Linked DNA regions of Sus scrofa: regions 1 and 2 are each linked to region 3. The links are chromatin contacts, called in public targeted proximity ligation maps. All regions are on one chromosome and are shown on one strand. The core of a region is the stretch at or near the end of the contact, and the rest is flanking DNA. Distances in the headings are between cores, read along the strand shown. Region 1 has its middle 55 kb from the start of MAP4K4. Region 2 overlaps LOC102161008 (a long non-coding RNA gene). Region 3 overlaps MAP4K4 (mitogen-activated protein kinase kinase kinase kinase 4).

Region 1 (2,700 bases), core at 21-2,520, 160 kb after region 3:
GCAGAGGATACCAGGTGCAAATGCCATGCAAGGAGGTGACAGGCAGGAGGTGGGAGGGAAGGAGGACAGATGCGGGGTCATAGGAGGCCAAGGCGGAAACCCAGGACAGACAGGGGGGTGGGTGCAGGGGACCTGGGAGGGGTAATGAGGATGGGGCTGGTCTGCTTAAGAGCTGTTGACTGTCTCTAAAGGGCCCTGGGCTTGGTTTCAGCTACTACTCAGCTATAAAAAAAGAATGATACGATGTTATTTGCGGCACCATGGCTAGACCTGGAGATTCTCATACTAAATGAAGTCAGAAAAAGACAAATACCTTATGATATGACTTACATGTGGAATCTAAACAAATGGTACAAACAAACTTATTTACAAAATAGAAACAGACTCACAGATGTAGAAAACAAACTTAGAGTTACCAAAGGGGAAAGAGTGGGGAGGGATAAATTAGGAGTTTGGGATGAGCAGATACACACGATTATATAGCAAATAGGTAAGCCACAAGGTCCTACTATATAGCACAGGAAATTATGTTTAATATCCTATAATAATCTATGATGGAAAAGAATCTGAAAAAGAATATATATATCAACTATACTTCAATTTAAAAAAATGCTCTGTTGGGAGTTCCCATTGGGGCTCGGCGGAAACAAATCTGACTTGTAACCATGAGGATGCAGGTTTGATTCCTGGCCTCACTCAGTGGGCTAAGGATCCAGCATTGCCATGAGCTGTGGCATAGGTTGCAGACATGGTTCAGATCCCACATTGCTGTGGCTGTGGGGTAGGTGGGCAGCTGTAGCTCCGATTCAACCCCTAGCCTGGGAACTTCCATATGCCATGGATTTAGCTCTAAAAAAAAAAAGGAAGAAGTGGAGACTAGGAGACAGTCACACATGGTAAGGACCATGTGAAGACACAAGGAGAAGACGGCCGTCTACACGCCAAGGAAGGAGGCCTCTGGAGTAACCCACCTGCTGGCATAGTGACCTCAGACTTCCAGCTTCCAAGACTGAGAATAAACTTCTGTTGTTTAACCCCCTACACCTATACCCTGTGGTCCCTGGTCCAGCAGCCCTATCATACACAGCTGTCTTTCTCAAGAATGAGAGGTAGAAAAGTCCTTGGCCACTGGCCAGAAGTGGTCAGAGAGGTGGAGGTGGAAGCAGGAGGTCAAGTCCCAAAAGCATGGAGCGTCTCCAGCAGGGGGGGTGGCTGCCGTTGTCTGTGAGGATGCGGGATTTCAGAAAGCTGCTGGGCTTAACACCAGGAAGTCACTGGTGACCTTTGAGAATGATGTCACTGCTGCAGCAGGGGAAGACCAGGGCGTGGGGATGCGAGCTGATGGTTAGGGCCAGAGAATCCTTATTTTCAAGAAGTTTCAGTTTGAAGGGCAGGAACGAGATAGGATGGGGGGAACCTGGAACCAAGAGTAGTATTTAGGGGCAAGCACAGCTGTGGAAACCCCAGAGAAAGGTCCAAGTCTCCATTTGTTAAAGGAGGAAGAAGGAAACTCCCTGGGACCCCGGGTGAAGGGCACCAAGCCCGGGTGGACAGCTGACCCACAGCACCGGCCCGGCATGACATCCAGAAGGAGCAGGAAGGGATCTTTGTGCTGCCGCCAAGGTCTGGTGCCCCCCCTCCCCCATTCAGCTCCACCTGTTCCTGTGAAGAGCCTGAGACTCCGCATCGCCTCACCCCCATCCCTTGGGAACTCCCCCTGCAGACGTGGAGGGGTGGGACTGTCCTCCCAGCCGGCAGCTTGTGGGCTGGGAGTACCTCTTCCTCCATCACTTCCCCTCCAGCAGGGCAGACGCTGCTATGAGGCAGGCAGTGACCTACAGACCTTGAGCTTAGGGGTGCTAGAGGAGGTGGGAGGGGGGCCCCTACAGGGATGCAGAGCAGCTCTCCCTGCTTCCCCATTCCTTGGTGGAACCCTGACCAGTGCTTCCTAGTTCCCGCAGCTCTTCCATTGCCCTCCCCTCCCAGCCTCCAGGCAGTTGCCTCATTTTCTTGGGAACTGAATGTTGAATGTCTGGGCAGCCTCAGCCCCGGGCACCCTGCTTCCCCTGCTTCCCCTGGCCCCGTGGTTTCCAAAGTTTAAAGAAATGGCTAAGCCCACCTTTCAAACAACGTCTTAGAGAAATTCCTCAAATATCAAGGGGCTAATGGTACCTTTTATGGGGCTACATTTCCATTCTAACTTGAGACCTGTGGCACTTGCACATTGTGAAACCAGCCAGTGAGAATGACATGCTGCTTTAATAAATGGGGAAAAATAGAAACCGTGGTTATGGGGAACCACTGCAATCTGATGCCAGCCTCGGGGTCTAGTTTATTTCTGCCGTTTGCTTTGGTCATACTGTAATAAAAAATTCTTAATGCACACAGATAAAAGGCTGTAAGCTGTAACAGTTAAAAACAAAAAACAGAAAAACAACCAGACTTATAACCTGGGGATTTAAGGAATCAGAGAATGATAGATGTACTCAGAGCCTACAAAAATAATTTTTCTTTACAACATATTTAGCTTGCAGATCTGCAGGGTGTCACATGTTTGTCAAAAACATATTTAAATCATTCAATATGCAGGTGTTCCTGTTGTGGCTCAGCAGTAACAAAACTGACTAGTATCCCTGAGGACACAGCTTTGATCCCTGGCCTCGCTCAGTGGGTTAAGTATCCAGCGTTGCTGTGAGCTAT
Region 2 (2,805 bases), core at 64-2,563, 140 kb after region 3:
CCTATTATTAGATTCCATATATAAGTGATATCATATGGTATTTATCTTTCTCTTTCTGACTTACTTCACTGAGTATAAGAGCTTCTAGTTCTACCCAGGTTGCTACAAATAATAACTGGTTCTTATGACCTTTAACCATATATCCCTGTTTTTCAGTCTCACTTGTTTTCCCACTTTTTTTCTCGAGTCCTTCCTCCTCCTGCAAAACTCAGCCTCTGAGTTTCTTCCTCTGTCAGGTTAGTTTTCAGCTTTCTCAAGGGTGCTATGTCTGTTAGCACAAGCACATACAATTTCCAGGCTCCAAAATTCTGTGGCTGGCATTTCCTCTCTTGATCTGTATCCCTGTGGGTTTCCTTCTCTTTTGACTTTCATGTCTACTATTCTAGTGAAAGTTCTGGAGGGTGTGGAGGCCAAACAAGACTCAATCTACCATCTTTAACTGGATATCCCTCTAGAGGGATCAGAGTTTCTGGTAATGAGAGAGGTCTGTAAACATGACTCTCCTTCAAAGTGGCAGGAAAAGTCGCTCTGGATGTGAGTGATGGAGGGGTGGGATGATGGTCACATCAGGAAGGTGGATGGCTACAGCATCTATAGAGCCCATGGGGGCTGAGTTGGGATGGAGAAGAAAGACTGAAGTTTGTATAGAAAGCGTACTCAGTCTGGGTTGGATGTTTTCTTGTTACCTGCTAGTTTCTTCTTTTATTATTATTATTATTATTTTTAGGGCCACACCCATGGTATATGGAGGTTCCCAGGCTAGGGCTCAAATCAGAACTGCAGCTGCTGGCCTACACCACAGCCACAGCCACACGGGATCCAAGCCTTGTCTGCAATCTACACCATGGCTCATGGCAACACCAGATCCTTAACCCACTGAGCGAGGCCAGGAATAGAACCCTCGCCCTCATGGATCCTAGTCAGATGTGTTATCACTGAGCCAAACAGGAACTCCCAGTTTCTTCCTTCACTGACTCTTGTTGCAAATGGAAGACCAAAAAAGAGGAATGTAATTTCCATCTTTTTTTTTTTTTTTTTTAACCTCCTTCATCCTTTAACAGCATGGGTTCACAGATGGGACATCTTCTGTAGGGAGGACAGAGAAACTATTACCATAACACTGCTCAGGAAGAAGCAGACCAGTTAAATGGGGTAGGGGAATGAGCAGCTAAAAACTTCCTTGGGTTGCAAACTGTAATTATTTCCAAAACTCCTTTCAAATATATATATTTTTCTTTTCAGGGCTGCACACATGGGCATGAGGAAGTGCCCAGGCTGAATCACAGCTGTAGCTGCCGGCCTACACCATAGCCACAGCAACGCGGGATCCAAGCCAAGTCTTTGACCTACACCACAGCTCATGGCAATGCCTGATCCTTAACCCACTGAGCAAGGCCTCGTGGATACCAGTTTGGTTCATTACCACTGAGCCACAATGGGAACTCCATTTCTTGCAAATAATTTTATCCAAATTCATCAAAACTCATAATACAGCATATATAAATTATTGATGCTTCTTATTTTATACAGATAGGTCAGCACATAAAGGCTTTCGTGGGTGTAATTAACAGGGAAGGGGCTTCAGCTCCAGGTCTTTTTTTGGTGCCCATGGCAGGATGTCATCTGAACTCTCAGAAAGTAGACAAAGGAGAGAGGAGTTCCCGCTGTAGTGTAGCAGGTTAAGAACCTGACTGCAGTGGCTCCAGTCCTGTGTTGGCCTGGGTTGGATCCCTGCCCTGGCGCAGTGGGTTAAAGTATCCCGGTGTTGCTGCTGCTGTGGTGTAGGTCTCAGGGGCTAGGATTCAATCCCTGGCCAGAGAACTTTCATATGCCAGTAGGGGGAGGGGAAAGAGAGAAAAAGAAGAATCTAAAAAACAGATTTTAAAATGATATTAGGGGAGGAATTGCCATGTGATTCAGAGGGTTAAAGATTCAGCATTGTCACTGCAGTGGCTCAGGTCACTTCTGTGGCATGGGTTTGATCCCTGGCCTGGGAACTTCTGTATGCTGGGGGTGTGGCCGAAAAAAAAAAAATATATAGGGGGAAAACAACCATGCTCATAGCAATATCATTCACAGTAGCCCCAAACTGAAAACAACCTAAATGTCCATCAACAGAAAGAATAATGAAAAGCAAATCATCCATACAAAGGAATACTCAGAAATACAAAGAAATGAACTGCTAATACATGCAACCACATGAACTAATCTCAAAAGCACTGTGCAGCACAAAAGAAGTCAGACAAAATAATACAGATGATATGATTCTGGTCATTTAAATTTTAATCTATGGATAGAAAAATCAGGACAATGGTTGCCTGCTGGTGGTGGGAGGGTAGTGGGGATTGACTGAGAAGGGTAGGCAGGAACTTTCTAGGGTAACACAAATGTTCTATATTTTGACTGGAATGATGATTATACAAGTATATCTATTTTGATCAGAATCACTGAATTTAGGACTTCCTGTTGTGGCTCCGCTGTAACAAACCCAACTAGTACCTTTGAGGATGTGGGTTCAATCCCTGGCCCTGCTCAGTGGGTTAAGGATCCGGTGTTGCCATGAGCTGTGGTGTAGGTCATAGATGTGGCTTGGATCCTGTGTTGCTATGGCTGTGGTGTAGGCCGGTAGCTATAGCTCTGATTCGACCCCTAGCCTGGGAACCTCCATATGCTGTGGGTGTGGCCCTAAAAAGACAAAAAAAAAAAGATCATTGAATTTATACCTAAGACATGCATTTTGCTCTACGTAAATTTTACCTTGATAGTTTTTTTTTAACTGGAAAAAAAAAGAAAATTAGAAATACT
Region 3 (3,013 bases), core at 301-2,800:
TAGCCCACCACACCAGGCCAGGGATCGAACCCAAGCCTCCTCAGCCGCCTGAGCCACTGCAGTCGGATTTTTAACCCACTGTGTCACAGCAGGAACTCCTCTAATAGCTTTTGTAGAAATTAGAGGGAGCATTAATCTACCTGCTCTTTAAGTCCAGTACCTCTGCCATAACTAATGGGATAACGACAGATCTGACACTATCTCAGTGTCACCATCTTGAATATAAACATGTCCAATAGGAGATAAGGTTTTGACTGTGTCAATTTTATAAATTTCCTGGAAATTCACTGTTCTGAAGTAACTATTATCATTAATGTTATTAATAAATTACTGAATTTATTATTATTTTCTTGCAATTTGTCTCCTATTCCCATGTAGTAAAGATGCATTTAGTTGAGATTCCATACTGATTAATTTCCATAAAGTTTTTATTATATGGCTTTTATTTTCAAGCTCTTAATTTACTTGCTACTTCGTTACTTTTTTAACGTGCCATTTGATTCCTGAAACACAAAGTTACCTCTTCCATGCAATGTGAAATCAACTTCAAAATAAATATTCAGGACACCTTCTACCCTAAGGCCAAGGAAGATACCATATTTTATCCCTTTTTCTTTGCTCCTCCCCGCCCCCTGAAGGTCCTTAATACCCTTTTAATACAATCGAAGAGGAAATCCACTCCACGAGATGTGAGGAAACATCTGCCTACCCAGAGCTGGTCATCATGTCCAGGGGGGCTCTTTTTAATAAAAGCACCGTAATATGTTGCAATATTTCTATGATGAGAATATTTCTTCAGCATATTTATCTCCAGTTTGATTTCTTCCTCTTCATCCTTCAGAAAAAACACAAATAAAACATGTGGTTTTTTTAATGACATGCATGATTTTATTTTCTCCGCAGGCAATCAGAGGTTCCCAGATATTAACAATGAGCTTGAATGAAAAAAGAAAATGTCTTTTTTTAAAACAGAACTTTCAGTTGGACGTAACCACCTTAGAAACCACATACACATCAATCATCTTACACCAGTGATTCTCACGGCAGTGGCTTCCAGCTTGGCCTGGAGACCGGAGTACTAGAATATAACAGCACAGTGGTGACTGGCAGGGCTGTCATGTGACTCCACAAAGACAGAGCAGAGTCACATGGCCAAGTTCTAGCAATAGTCTGTGTCATAATCCTCAATCAAACACCACATGCATGAACATCACACCAAATGCGTTTCGTTTCAATCTGTGGTTGATACATGGCCACTTTTACGGTGGTAATGAAAAATGAGAGGCTGGACGACTAGGGTAACTATCTTAATTCTAAACAAAGCCCGAGAATCACACACCTCTACTTGGGACCCTTCTTCAAAGGGACCTGATGCTATAAAGCAGAAAAAGACAACTTACACTCGTGTCAGGCACAAGGCATCGAGCCCCAAGCAGAACTAGGAACAGGAAGCCCACCCACCCACAGCTTTAGCGTGAGCTCACACGTGCACGCCCGGCTGGGAGGGACCACAACTTGCCACAAAGGCCTGTGGAACTGCTCACCCCCGACAGTCTCTGGGCTCCTGGGCAGGACACCCCAGTGGGGCTTGAGGAGAGACTGCTCTGCCGGCTCCTAACAGAAATGACCGTGTGGTGTGACCACAGCGTGACCACAGGTGTGACCACAGCCTCGCTCCTGCTGCAAAGACAGGCCATGCCACTCCCTCACTCCCGGAACCTGGGCTCCAGATTAGAAAATGAGCTAAAGGTCTGATTTTTTTTTCCGCTTTACCCCAAACCAGTAAACCTATAAGGATCTGAGATACAAAGATTACACAAAAACAAAAGATCAATACTGAATGAGAATAGGGAAAAAAATCAAAACACGACAGATTTTAATTTTGTTTCTCTTAAGAGCAGCCCCTCCCTTCCCCGCAGCTCAGCCTTGATGGCTCTGTCCCTAACCCCCCTCCCTCCCTCCGACCCTGCTGGCCACAGTATCCGGAGATGTTCTGCCCTAGGTTGCCCTTCTTGACAGAAAGCAAATGCTCCCTACAGTTCTCCCACGAGAAGCTTCCTGAGCAATAATTAAGGGTCTTGACATATTTTTTTCTCCTAGTGACATAAACCAGTATCTTTCAAGATCTAACTATTCATCACTCTATTTAAGAACAAGCAGAAGTTCCTTGGTGGTGCAGCGGGTTAAGGATCCAGCATAATCACTTTAGCAGCTCAGGCTGCTGCTGTAGCACGGGTTCGATCCCTGGCCTAGGAACTTCCACATGCTGCGGGCACAGTGCCCCCCCCTCAAAAAAACATCAGAAAGAACAACCAAGAGCTTCCACTCCACAGGCACCTGATGTTTTCAGAGCCCACGAGTTAAATCCTCACATACACATTGAAAATTCTTATAGGTTTGCATTCACACCTGCTGGTGTGAAAAGCACTTAACACACACACTGGTGATACCACTGGCAGATCATCGCGGCTGGGTGCATCTCCCCGAATCTGAGATGCTGCTGGACAGACACCCAGTCACTTCACTAATGAAACTGTTACTATCGACCACGGACACACACTGCAACATCTTCGAACCTGGGCTGCGTGTTAGCATCAATGAACTAAGACGTAAGAACAGCTTTAATACAATCATGTTCAGCAAGCTTTTCTAATATGACTGAAACATCCAAATATTTTCCACAACTATAGGAATCAGATCAACAGGACTTGCCAGAGTTTTCTGGGGTCTTAAGCAGTCAAACCCTGGAAGCAGACAGAAGTGAACTACAGATACTGAGGGAAAGCACAGCATCCTATCCAATCGCTATTTTAGGAGAAGCATTATATGTGCACTTGGAAACATCCCTTCTCTTGCTTCTCTGATTTTAAAATAGACAGCTACTGCACAGTGTAGAAAGTAAAAAGGCGCCTGGGACCACTCACTGTCTAATTACAAGGGCCCACCTTGGAGGAAATGTCTCAAAAATGCAGACTCTGCCAACAGCTTTGAGCCAACTGCACCTGGAATCCTA

Evidence for each region.
Region 1: a targeted proximity ligation map of alveolar macrophages shows a contact between it and region 3. A contact is called at or near these places in 2 of 2 datasets of targeted methods (alveolar macrophages and skeletal muscle).
Region 2: a targeted proximity ligation map of alveolar macrophages shows a contact between it and region 3. A contact is called at or near these places in 2 of 47 Hi-C or Micro-C datasets (embryonic fibroblasts and epiblast stem cells) and 1 of 2 datasets of targeted methods (alveolar macrophages).

Annotation. Positions count from the first base shown.
Region 1 is chr3:52,703,266-52,705,965 of Sscrofa11.1, forward strand. No RefSeq gene overlaps it. Among named protein-coding and RNA genes, the nearest start is that of MAP4K4, 55 kb to the left of the region's middle.
Region 2 is chr3:52,686,823-52,689,627 of Sscrofa11.1, forward strand. All of the region lies in intron 1 of LOC102161008 (a long non-coding RNA gene), which reads right to left. Among named protein-coding and RNA genes, the nearest start is that of MAP4K4, 39 kb to the left of the region's middle.
Region 3 is chr3:52,546,436-52,549,448 of Sscrofa11.1, forward strand. It overlaps MAP4K4 (mitogen-activated protein kinase kinase kinase kinase 4), which reads right to left. Exons shown (of 29, transcript XM_021087163.1): 4 at 710-835. Among named protein-coding and RNA genes, the nearest start is that of MAP4K4, 100 kb to the right of the region's middle.